3 separate regions of the Sus scrofa genome follow, and all the other regions are linked to region 2. The links are chromatin contacts, called in public Hi-C maps. All regions are on one chromosome and are shown on one strand. Each heading gives the region's core, a stretch centred on a gene start, on an enhancer-like site or on the middle of the called end of the contact. The rest is flanking DNA. Distances are from core to core; before and after follow the strand shown. Region 1 holds the start of C1R (complement C1r subcomponent). Region 2 holds the start of C5H12orf57 (chromosome 5 open reading frame, human C12orf57). Region 3 holds the start of C1RL (complement C1r subcomponent-like protein).

Region 1 (4,014 bases), core at 346-2,845, 140 kb before region 2:
TTTATTTATTTATTTTTTGCTGCCCCTGCAGCATGCAGAAATTCCCTTGCCAGGGATCGAACCCGAGCCACAGCAGCGACCCCAACTGCAACAGTAACAACCCTGGATCCTTAACCCCCTGTACCACCAGGGAACTCCAGAGCAAACTTTTAAAACAGAACACAATGGCCTGGAGGTCAGGCGAGACAAGGGCCCTTCCTCCTCTGGTGGGCCTGGCTTCCTCTCAGAAAGACCGAGTCTGTCTCCGCCCACAGCCACACTGTTTGCCAAGCCCTTAGGCAGCTGCAACCCTTAGAGGTTCGAACTCTTGACCAGAGGCTGAAGAAAAAAGGATGTCTCAGACTTCCCATAGTGGCTCAGTGGTTAACGAACCCTACTGGTATCCACGAGGATGCAGGTTTGATCTCTGGCCTTGCTCAGTGGGTTAAGGATCTGGCATTGCCATGAGCTGTGGTGTAGGTCATAGATTCGGCTCAGATCCCAACTTGCTGTGGCTGTGGTGTAGGCTGGCAGCTGCAGCTCCAACTTGACCCCTAGCCTGGGAAACTCCATGTGCCACAGGTTCAGCCCTAAAAACCAAAAGGCAAAAAAAAAAAAAAAAAAAAAAAGATGTCTCTATCCCCTCCTTAGACAAGTTCATGGGCAGCCATGAGTGCATTTTTCTCTTTAATTTTTAATTTTTTTATTTTTATTTTTTCGTCTTTTTAGGGCCACACCCATGGCATGTGGAGGTTCCCAGGCTAGGGATAAAATCGGAGCCACATAGCTGCTGGCCTTAGCATCACCGGATCCAAGCTGCATCTGCAACATGCTGAAGCTTGCAAGAATGCTAGATCCTTAACTCACTGAGCAAGAGCAGGAATCAAACCTGCATCCTCATGGATACTAGTAGGGGTCCTTTGTTTGTTTTGTTTTGTTTTGTTTGTTTGTTTGTTTGTTTGTTTGTTTTTGAAGAAGACAAACTTGTTTATAAATTCCTGCAGTGATCTTGGGCTGAAGTTTCCAGTAAGGCGAGGACCATAGACCCAACAATGAAGAAAGATGCAGGTACAAGACCTAGTCGGGTTCTTAACCCACTGAGCCACAACGGGAACTCCAGGCCTGAGTGCACTGAGGTGGAGAGGAAAGGTCTTAACACAGACTCCAGTGCTGCTTTGGGGTCCCAGCGACCCCTGTTCTGTGTCACTGAGGAGTGAAGGAGATCAAGATCCCAGGGCAACCAAGCTTCATTCCACTGTGCCCTCCTGCACTGCCCAGCTCTCAGCCTTATTCCTGTCGCATCATCCTGGGCATTGAAAGCCTGGCCATGCCTGGACCATAGCAGCTGGTTAGCTGGGTAACTTGGGCAGGAAGCACAGGGTTAAAGGAGAAGGGCGGTCCAGGAAAGAGAGTCCCTCTCAACTGCAATTTCCACTGGGTAGGAACCCCCGAAACAGAGCAGCAGTGCCTAGAGAGGTGAAGAAAGGTGAAACTCCCATCAGATGTGGAAGTGAAAGTCTGGGCCTCCCACCAAAGGCTTTCCAGTCCCTTAAAACTGCAGACCCATCTCTAGCCCTTCCCCACATGGCCAGCAGGTGGCAGCACCATCAGGGATTTCAAAACCAAAACTAAATCAAATTGGAAACAGACTTTTTTTTTTTGGTTTTGTTTATGCAAATAGTTAGTTCCTTACAACATTTCTCCCGGAATGGTCCCCCCCCTTCCCCCTCCACGGTCATTCCCTCCCCCTTCTCTCCTCTGCATGACTGCGCTCTCCCTGGACACAGAGTGGATGAAGCCGCTGCAGGAGAACCAGGGATCCCCAGAGAGGCCTTGAGAAATGTGAGTAAGGTTGATGGGGACCAAGGAGGGAGGGAGAAGCCAGAGCGGAGAACCCCGGGCACGGGAGGTTTATTCCTGCTCTCAAATTCATTCAGGGAGGTGGGAACACCCTTCCCTTCCCCATATACCTTATCCGTTCCGATGCACACACGCGTGCACACAGTCCAACACGTACCCCCCATCCCTCCTCCTGGGGATGAAAGGAGACCCCAGACCTAGAAAGTGATGTCCAGTGCCTTCCTCCTCCAGCTCATAGGGAACAGTGAGATGGACGGAACCCACTCTGCCCCAGAAGGGGGTCCTGTGCCCCCAACGCCTCCTTCCATAGGTGGTTTCTCCCAGAGGCCTTTGCTGAACCTTTGGAAGCCCTTTCAGGGAGCCATGACGGGAAACCCTCACCCTCAATTAACTGGTCCCAAGCCAGCCCTATTCCAGGAAGGGGAGGGGAGGGGAGGGGAGGGATGGGTCAAGGCAGGGGAGGAGGATGAGGAGAGAGGTGGAGGGAGTGAGATGACCTCTGGACTGGACGCTGCTCTGGGGAGGAACAGCCAGGGCAGCAGCTGACCAGCCTCCCCAATCCACCCTCCCCACCCAGAACATGTCGGTGAGGTCTAGCCTGGACAGAGAGGAAAATGACCATCCCATCCCCCCCTGCGACCACTGCCCAGGTAGCAAGGGCACTTGCTGCACCCCTCCAGCCCTATAGACACCATTTTTCTTTTTGGCAGGTGGCTCGTATACCTCCTGGTGCCAGGCCTGTTCTACAGCTTGGGGGGCACCACGCCCCTCCCTCAGAAGCTCTTTGGGGAGGTGACATCCCCTCGGTACCCCAAGCCTTACCCCAACAACTTTGAGACAACCACTGTCATCACAGTCCCCACGGGATACAGGGTGAAGCTGGTCTTCTGGCAGTTTGACCTGGAGCCTTCGGAAGGCTGTTTCTATGACTATGTCAAGGTAGGGGGTCCGGTCAGGAGGGCAGAGAGAGAGTTGGGGGTCTCTGGAAGCTGGGGACTTGTGCTCCAACCCCCCTGGACACACTCCCCACCTGGGGACACAGCCCCAAGTCTGTAAAAGCTGAGAGTCACGTGGAGTTCTGAGTGTCAAGCGATGCCACGGATGGGCATCCACTGGTTTAGAGACTCTCGGTGGGCACTGAGGGGAGAAACACAGAGGGAAGGAACCAACCCCAGCCTCAGGAAATATCCTGTCTACAGGAGTCAGAAACACCTGCCCCATCTGCTTACTCGCGTGTGGGAGTCTTTGGGAAACCGCTGTGCCTCAGTTTCCCTGTTTCCATGGAGAGTATCACCGTGGCTCCCTGCCTCACCAGGAACACAGGGACAAGGGGAAGGGAGCGGTGCATGGTGGTGGCTCAAGCAGAGCCTTTATTGGGGACAGTGGGCTCATCCCCTAACCCCTGTAATGACTAAGGGCCCCATCCTAGACCCGTCTTTCTACATCCAATAAAAATGAGACTCTCGGAGTTCCCAGTCATGGCACAGTGGCTAACGAATCCGACTAGGAACGATGAGGTTTCGGGTTCAATCCCTGGCCTCGCTCAGTGGGTTAACGATCCGGCGTTGCCGTGAGCTGTGGTGTAGGTCGCAGACGCGGCTCGGATCCCGAATTGCTGTGGCTCTGGTGTAGGCGGGTGGCTATGTCTCCGATTCGACCCCTCGCCTGGGAACCTCCATTTGCCACGGGAGCGGCCCTAGAAAAGTCAAAAAGACAAAATAAGAAGAAGAAAAAGATTCTTGATTCAGGATTCAAGTAGAGCCTACATACAGCCCATAAATACTATGCCCAGGAGAACCCCTGGAGATTATAAGAGAAGAACATGAACAGGATGTGTTTTCCTAGCCCAGAGGACTTGAGACATCGGCAGTGCTAGGGCGGGAAGGGTCTTGGGGGCAGGGTTAGTGAGGAATGGGGGTGGGGGTTAGGGAGGGACATCTTCTGCTCTTGAGGAATTAAAGAATCGGTGAAGAAAGAGGTCAGGGATGCTAGGCGACGCTTGCCGAGCCTGCCAGACCCCAGAGGCTCACACTCAGCTGAGTCTATCGGGAGGCATGGCTGGACTTGAGTGGTTTGACTAAGGTGAGGCGGAACGAGGGCAGAAGATAAAGCAGATCATCCAGGCTCTAGGAAGGAAGGAGTGATGGAGGCTGGGCTGAAGCCATCAGGATTCCA
Region 2 (3,955 bases), core at 159-2,658:
TGGTCTGGATCAACCCCTTCCCAGTCTACACTGGACACAACTGGCTGGGATGCAGTGAATGAAAATATCTCAAAGCAGTGTGTTCACCCCTATCACGTGAACCATTTTAACAATTTAGTCACAAGAGCACAAAGGATGCACATCAACCAGATTGCCAGTCCATAGCCAGGACAGAAGAGAGCTCTGGGCCAGCAGGGCTGAATTAATAAACACCCGGTTCAATAAACTGAACAGCCAACCCCGAGAGATCAGCTGGAACTGCTTGGAGGGGCTGCAGAAAGTTGCTGTCATGCAGACATCTCACTAAAAGCTATCAAAACGGGGTTAGGTTTCAGCTCTGCTGTGACCTGCCAACTTGGTTTACTACTACAGTCTGTTTCCTCATCTTAAAATGGGATAGCAATATAATTAATGGTAACTACAAAATGCACTTAAGACTTCACCTGGCTCAAGTTCACAGTAGACCCTGGGTTCTAAGTGCCAATACTGTTAGATTGTGGCTGCCGCCATGTGGCGAGAAAGGGGACGACGGCTCAGGGACGCGACGATCCATCGCCCTCTCCTCCACCCAGGCTACCTTCACTCCCCAGTCCGACCTACCTTCCCCGTCGCAGCTGAAGCCATAGGCTTTGATAACCTCCTGCTGAATCTGCGTGGCCACGGGCAGCACGAATTGCAGCATCTTACCCATGTCGTTGCACGCGTTATCACGAGCCTCGTCCATGCGCACGGCGTTCTCCGGGGCCGAGAACGCTTGGATCACCTCCGCCAGGACCACTGTGCGAAGGATGCAGCACAGGGCATCGGAACAAAGGGCACAAGGAAGAGGGCAAGGGAATTACTGGCCTGAAGCCGTAATAACCGAATCACTCGGCCCCCAAATCCCCCGCTTTAAGAAGCAAGGACCCCTCTTTGAAGGAGGATGGTACCGCGCGCCCCCAGTTCCCGGCGAATGCAGTCACATCTCTCGCCTGTGATTTCCTGCCCGCACCCTCCTCGGGCAGGAAGCCCACCCGGCAACTACCCACCCGGCAACTAGGAGGATTCTCACCCTTGGCCTGTTCCGCGCTCAAAGCAGCGGCTTGGGCCGAGGCGGACGCCATAGGACAAAAGATGCACGTGCAGCGGCGCCACGGAAACACTCCAGAAAAGCGAACCTTCTCCTAGTGCAGCTTCCCAGGCGGGTGGGGGTGGAAGGGAAGCTGTATCAGCTGAAGCCGGAAGCTTACTGATGGAGTCCCAACCTCCCCGCGCCCTCGGAAACAGGTTGAGACCTCGGATATTTAACTAAGACCAGTCAATCAGACACCAACTCGCTTACACCCCAACTCTTTCTATTGTTGAATACACTCTGGATTAAGGGTTTTCCGGTACAAACCGGAAAACCTGCTGGACAAATTCTAAAAGAGCTGTACACTACGAGAGCACAGCTCTGGCGAGAAGGCGGCATATCCGCAAACTCCACTATTAGTGAGGGTGAGTTCCGACCAGCGTTTCCTAATTCCTATTGCTGTACAAACAACGAGGCACATTGTAACTTTTAGAGGTGAAAACAGAATTCTAAAGAACTCTCTTAAACATTCGTTTCTAGAGTTTGGGAACGTTTGATACGAGTCTATGCAAATTACTTGATGCCGATTGGCTGAGAGCGAAGCCAGTCACTCCCCTTTTTAAGAACCGAGACGGGGCCTCGCGGCAGTGAAGACTTGACGCTAAAGCGGCTTTCGCGCTCTCCTAAAATGGCCTGGTGTAGGGGTGTGCAGTAACGCCCTATAATTTCCCTTCCCTTCAGGGCGTTAGAAATTGTCACCCACTCCCTCCTCAAACCTTAGAGCGCTTAAGACTTCAGGGTTCCAATTGCTTTAACCTATTGCAGCCACGCCCCCGACCCTCCAATTCATCAGTTTCTAACTCTTCTACGTTAAGAATTCAGGTCTCTGGCGGCTCCTAGCTGCGGGCACGGTGACAGAAACCCGTCTAAGCGGTTTCCTGGAGCAAGTCAGGGGCTTGCCTGTCGTAGGCCATCAGCTTCGTGACTGCCCACCATTGGAAGGATGGGACTCCACTCCAGCGGAGCCAGGTCTCCAAGGCCCTGGGCTCTTCCAGCTCCCCTCTCCAACTCTCCGGGGTCTCTATCCACTTCCGGACTAGCCTCCGGTAGTCCGGTAGCTTTCTCTCTAGGCGCTGGGCCGCCGCTGCCCAGAGACCCACATCACCACCCCGGCCCCCCATACCCCACAAAGAAACAGCCACAGCCATCTTCCTGGGGAGTCGTGAGGATGTTTTTGTTTGGTTGGTTTTGTTTGGGATATTTTTTAAAGAGCATCATATAGATATTTATATATATAAATTATTAATGTGGGGGAGGGGCAGGGGCATACATCGCAGTGGGAGCGCGCACACGGGGACTGGGGAGGGGCAGGGCGGCACACGATGCTACGCAAAACAGCCACATCTAACAGATGAAATAATCACACCAACGGGGTGGGGGAGGGGCGGTGGCCGCGGGGACGGGGGCGGGGGCGGGGAGGGGGGGGAAAGCCGGGGGACAAGGGAGAGGGAGCGGTCCAAGAAACTGTGCGCTTTCTGCCCCCACCCCCTCCACCTCCCCACCTCCGCACGCACATCACAGGAGCCTTGGCCTTCCATCTGTCCCTTCCTTCCTCCCTCTAGCCCAGAAGCCCCAGGCCCTGGGGCTGAGCAGCACCCCCTCTCGGCTGGGTGGCAGGCGGGGAGGGAGGCCTCCAGAGTCCAGATGCAGGGGCCGCGGGTGCTCTCTTGGTCGCAGGTTCTACAGCGGCTTGTCGCTTTCCTTCTTCAGGTGACTGGGGGAAGAGGGGGTGCAGAACAGGGCCTGAGAGACTGAGACCCATCCTGACCCGACCTCTCTCACAGAGGATGGTGGGGGAGGGGTTCCCTGCCTCGGGGGCCTCACCCCATCCCAGACGGGCTAAGTAGCATCCCATTGGCCTGGCCTAGGGTGCCCTGTGGTACCTGTAGTAATCCTCCTGGGCAGGCAGCGGCACACTGTGCAGTGGGTGATGGGCGTGCAGCCACTGCTGCTGCTCCAGTGCCAAGCGCTGCAGCTCAGCGGACTGCGCGTGCATGGCCTGCAGCTGGTGAGCTGCTGACATTGGGGCAGAGAGGGAGGCTGGCAGGTCCCGGTAAGGAGCAGCTGTGGGCAGGAAGGGCAGGGGGCACATGACCGGCAGGGCCAGGAGGTAGCTGGCCCCTTGACACACAGAGGAAACAGACACTAAACAACTTATGTGACAGCCAGTCCTGCAGGAGCCCTTAGCCTGGCCCTAACCCTGCGCCCCTCTTGAGCAGGGCCTCAGCTCTCCTATTCCCATTCCCAGCTCCTCTGGACACCGCCTCACCTCTCCCCAAGTCCAGCAAGGCCAGTCCCACCGGCTAATTTCCTCCTTTCTGCCCTTCACTCAGAAATCCCCCCCACCCCCAACCCCCATCCTTACCAAAGAGCTGGTGACGAAGAACTTCGTTCTCGTGCAGAGGGTGAGGAAGAAGGGGGTTGGGGAGGGTCCCAGCTGGGTAGGGGATCCGGGTAAGGTGAGACCCTGAGGCCAGGGGGTCAATGAGAGGGTGCACCGAGGCAGAGGCTGGAGGGTAGAGAAGAGGAAGGTGTCACGAGAAGGCAAGTTTGGGGAAAACCATGCACTTGGGAGGGAAGGGATCCACACCTGGCAAGAGGGGTGGACATTCGAACACAGGGAGATCCAGGGCATTAAGGAGGCACCAAGGAGGAACCAGGGGCCTGGGAGATGGACAGGGCAAGACCCTACTGGAGTCAGGATGTAGGGATGGCAGGTGTCAGAGGGATCTGAGGAACAGGAAAAGGGGGGTGGGCTGCTTAGAGAAGGTGGAAGAGGACACGAAGTTTAGAAAACGAGACAGGGAGAGGAGAGCTTAAGAGAGAGAAAGCAACGGAGCCTGG
Region 3 (4,059 bases), core at 364-2,863, 160 kb before region 2:
AGAAGAAAAGAAAAGTGTGCTAGAGGGTTAAGAACCCAACATAATGTCCTGAGGATGCCAGTACGATCCCCAGCCTCGCTTGGCGGGTAAGGATCCAGCATTGCCACAAGCTTCAACACATGTCATAGATGGCAGCTTGGACCTGGTGTTGCTGTGGCTGTGGTGTAGCCGGGCAGTGACAGCTCTGATTCACCCCCTTGCCTGGGAACTTCCATATGTCGTAGGTGTGGCTATAAAAAGATAAGAAGTAAGAATGAAAAGTGTGTTAGCTGCCCCTCAAACTTGCCCCCTCCCCAAGGCTCCAGAGCCCAGTTCCTCAACCCCTCATTCTCCCTACTCCCCACTCCCAGCCCAGGAGCCCCTGTGCCATCTGTAATCCTCTGGGGAAACTCTTCTGCTTCTCCTGCCCAGGCTACCTACGCCCTGCCAGTGGGAGACGAGGCCCCAGTACAGGGAGGTGGTGCTGAAACTGGGAGAGGGAGCATGGCTGTCCCAGCCCCGAGTGGGGTTGCAATGACCAGCTTCATACAGGGCCTGCGAGTCGTGCAGTCTCTCTGCCCCGACCCCAACACTCACGGCAGGTGCACTATCCCGGTGGGACCATGACAGGCCCTTCCAGTCAAGGTGTTAGATTCACCTTGGGGACCCCATCCTGGCCCTGGACTGCTCCAGATTGCAGCTACAGGTGTGGTCACTGCCTCTTCACCCTCTTGGCTCCCTGCCCTCTCTCCTACCCAGCCTCCACTCAGCCCTGTAACCAACCCCTGTTCATTTAGAGTGACCAACTGTCCTGGTTCACCCAAACTTTCCCAGTTTTAAAACTGAAAGCCCAGAGTTCCCATCATGGCTCAGTGGAAACGAATCTGACTAGCATCCACGAGGACTCAGGTTCAATCCCTGGCCTTGCTCAGTGTGTTAAGGATCCGGCATTGCCATGAGAGTGGTGTAGGTCACAGAGGTGGCTCAGATCTGGCGTCGCTGTGGCTCTAGCGTAGGCCGGTGGCGCCAGCTCCAATTGGACCCCTAGACTGGGAACTTCCATATGCCAAGGGTTTGGCCCTAAAAAGACAAAAAAAAAAAAAAAGATAAAGAGTATTCTGGGGAGTTCCCGTCGTGGCGCAGTGGTTAACGAATCCGACTAGGAACCATGAGGCTGCGGGTTCGGTCCCTGCCCTTGCTCAGTGGGTTAAGGATCCGGCGTTGCCGTGAGCTGTGGTGTAGGTTGCAGATGCGGCTCGGATCCCGCGTTGCTGTGGCTCTGGCGTAGGCCGGTGGCTACAGCTCAGATTCGACCCCCTAGCCTGGGAACATCCATATGCCACGGGAGCGGCCCAAGAAATAGCTAAAAAGACAAAAAAAAAAAAAAAAAAAAAAAAAAAAAAAAAAAAAAGTATTCTGGAAGACTGGGTAAATTAGTTCACCAAAGCTAGCAAGACAGGGAGAAGGTACGCCCTGGTGGGGGAGTCCCTAACAATCTCATTAGACACCCATGGAGATGGCACAGTGATGGCACAGTGATTGCCTCTAGCAATTTCTTCAAATAAAGTAAATTAGGGTGGGTAAAAATAAATTAATTAGTCACCAGTACTGTTAGGGCTGATAGTGGTTGGATGGGTGTATGATGGAGAGGCTATAGTCACAGAGGCAAAGAACACAACACAGGACCCCTGAGCCTTATTATGATCCAGTGGCTGGTTCATCACGCCTCCTCCAGGGGCTGATCCCCCAAGCCGTGCCATAGCTCCTTTGGTTCACTGGCAGTTCCTGACTTTTACCAGCAGGTGGCAGTAGAACACTTCTGCCTCTGGGGCTCCATCTGCCGCCTCCTGCTGCTGCAATTTGCACCCAGTGGCCCAACCCGGCCTTGGAAGGGCCATCAGACTTCCCTCCCGGGGGCCAAGCCGCCCACAGTCAGCTTACCTGCTCTGACACCCAGGGAGAAGACAGGACCCCGGACCCTGCATCTCCAGATTTCCAACTCTAGGCAAGGTGGAGCCGCCCGGACCAGGAATTGCGGAGGGGTCCACGTAGGTGAATTCCACTCTCCTTCACAGAGTCTTTCTCCACCACCTCATTTCCATGAGTTCGGGTCCTGTCGCTTGGTCATGGCCATCGCTCTTGTCCCCAGAACACCAGGCCTGGAAAGGAAGGGCCGTGACAGAGACAACCACAGGCTGGGGGAAGACGGGGACCATAAGGAAATGGAAACAGAGGGGTTTCCTAGTGGGGCTGCGGGGTAAGGATCCAGCATTGTTGCTGCAGTGGCTCGGATTGCCGCCATGGCGTGGGTTCAATCCCTGACCTGGGAACAGGTGCAGCCAAAAAGAAAGAAAAGAGAAAGAAATGGAAATCGAGTCTTTGAAACAGAAAAGCTAAAAAAAAAAAAAAAAAAAAAAAATTGGCAGCTGGCATGACCCCCACAGCTCATCCTTCAAGTTAAGTCTGGGTGTCTGTGGGTGAGAGGGCTTCCAGGTCTCAGATGTACCAAGCCTCAGTTGGGGTAAAACCTATCTCCAGTATTTCAGCTACCCCTGAGCCAGACAGCAAATGGAGATTTGCTTTTTAAATCCATGCTGACAACCACTATACTTCCAGGAACTTTCTGTTCCTCCTGCTTGAGGAGACTTCCCCAGCCACAGTCCCGTTGCCTTGCTGGGGCCAAGCCTGTGCACTCGCCCTGCAGTGAAGGAAAGTGTCTCCCGACTGAAGATGAAAAACATAATATGTTTTGTATCCATTTAACTGTCTCATTTCTTTTGTACATGTTAAGCTTCTTAGACCAGCCTTTTTCTTCCCCCTCTAAATACTCGGTAATAAAAGGCCGGTGCTTGGTTTGAAAAAGCAAGCCCCACAAATGCTCTTGAAATAAATCTCCAGAAGATGACAGGGTAATCCTTCTTATCCTGGAGCTGCAGAAAATCAGCCATGATTCTGCTTCACAGAGTCAATTCTGATAAAGGGGTGACTCAAGAACATTCAATCTCATGGGTGTGAAAATAGATAATCCTGTTCTATGTTATACTTCTATCATCTTTGGAAGTGTAACTTGCACAAAGGAATCTTAAGACCGTCAGACCTCAGAGATGATTGCTATTTGATCAGCGCAATGTCATCCATCAACCGTAAAAGGCTGCAACTCTGGTTGGCCATTGATAAATTTATTACTTTGAAAACTATATATGTGTATATATATATATATATATATATATATATATTACCTTTTTGCCATTTTCTTGGCATATGGAGGTTTCCAGGCTAGGGGTCCAATCGGAGCTGTGGCCGCTGGCCTACACCACAGCCACAGCAACGCCAGATCCGAGCCATGTCTGCGACCTACACCACAGCTCACGGCAACACCGGATCCTTAACCCACTAAGCAAGGCCAGGGATCGAACCCACAACCTCATGGTTCCTAGTCGGATTCATTAGCCACTGAGCCACGACAGGAACTCCTAAAAACAATATTTAAATTAACTTCTTCAATTTCCAAAAAGCATAGGTACTTGGGAGACGATACAGAAGTATACCTTTGGGACTCTCTTCTCCCTCTTCCAAACATAAAGGTAAAATCCCATTGCTCTGTTCGATATTTTTTTTCCAACGAGTTTTCAAAGCTTAAGAGCCTGCAAGTATTTGAATTAACAGGAGAAATCATTGCCCTGTGACCTCCGAGGGGAGACAAGGAATCAGCCTGAGGGAAGGATTGGAAAAAGAAAGAAATGGAAGCAGTAGATCCCTGAGTTCAATAAACTGGAGAGGGAGTTCCCGTTGTGGCTCAGAGGGTTAAGGACCTGATGTTGTCTCTGTGAGGATACAGGTTTGATCCCTGGCCTCGCTTGCTCAGTGGGTTAAGGATCCTGCGTTGCTGCCAGCTACTGCATAGGTTGCAAGATGCAGCTCAGATCTGGCGTTGCTGTGGCTGTGGTGCAGGCCGGCAGCTGCAGCTCCAATTTGACCCCTAGCCTGAGAACTTCCATATGCTGCAGGTGGGGCCATAAAAACAAACAAACAAACTGGAGGGGATTTGGAATTGGTGACCTATAGCCCTCCTCCACCGCT

What was found. Hi-C and Micro-C count contacts between places; a contact is called where the count stands out from the background.
Region 1: a Hi-C map of embryonic fibroblasts shows a contact between it and region 2, with 4 times the contacts expected there. The contact joins the promoter of C1R here to the promoter of C5H12orf57 in region 2. A contact is called at or near these places in 5 of 5 promoter capture datasets (fetal liver, fetal skeletal muscle, liver and 1 more), 16 of 47 Hi-C or Micro-C datasets (blood, embryonic fibroblasts, epiblast stem cells and 8 more) and 2 of 2 datasets of contacts at active chromatin or transcription factors (alveolar macrophages and skeletal muscle).
Region 3: a Hi-C map of embryonic fibroblasts shows a contact between it and region 2, with 5 times the contacts expected there. The contact joins the promoter of C1RL here to the promoter of C5H12orf57 in region 2. A contact is called at or near these places in 2 of 5 promoter capture datasets (fetal skeletal muscle and liver), 19 of 47 Hi-C or Micro-C datasets (brain, embryonic fibroblasts, epiblast stem cells and 12 more) and 2 of 2 datasets of contacts at active chromatin or transcription factors (alveolar macrophages and skeletal muscle).

The regions. Positions count from the first base shown.
Region 1 is chr5:63,642,502-63,646,515 of Sscrofa11.1, forward strand. It overlaps C1R (complement C1r subcomponent), which reads left to right and starts at 1,596. Exons shown (of 11, transcript XM_021092408.1): 1 at 1,596-1,821; 2 at 2,550-2,778. The coding sequence starts at 1,820.
Region 2 is chr5:63,779,899-63,783,853 of Sscrofa11.1, forward strand. It overlaps C5H12orf57 (chromosome 5 open reading frame, human C12orf57), which reads right to left and starts at 1,409. Exons shown (of 3, transcript NM_001243445.1): 1 at 1,052-1,409; 2 at 601-777. The coding sequence starts at 1,103. It overlaps ATN1 (atrophin-1), which reads right to left. Exons shown (of 10, transcript XM_003126540.5): 8 at 3,477-3,620; 9 at 2,995-3,175; 10 at 2,266-2,825. The coding sequence ends at 2,792.
Region 3 is chr5:63,621,785-63,625,843 of Sscrofa11.1, forward strand. C1RL (complement C1r subcomponent-like protein) reads left to right here and starts at 1,614. Exons shown (of 7, transcript XM_021092409.1): 1 at 1,614-2,027.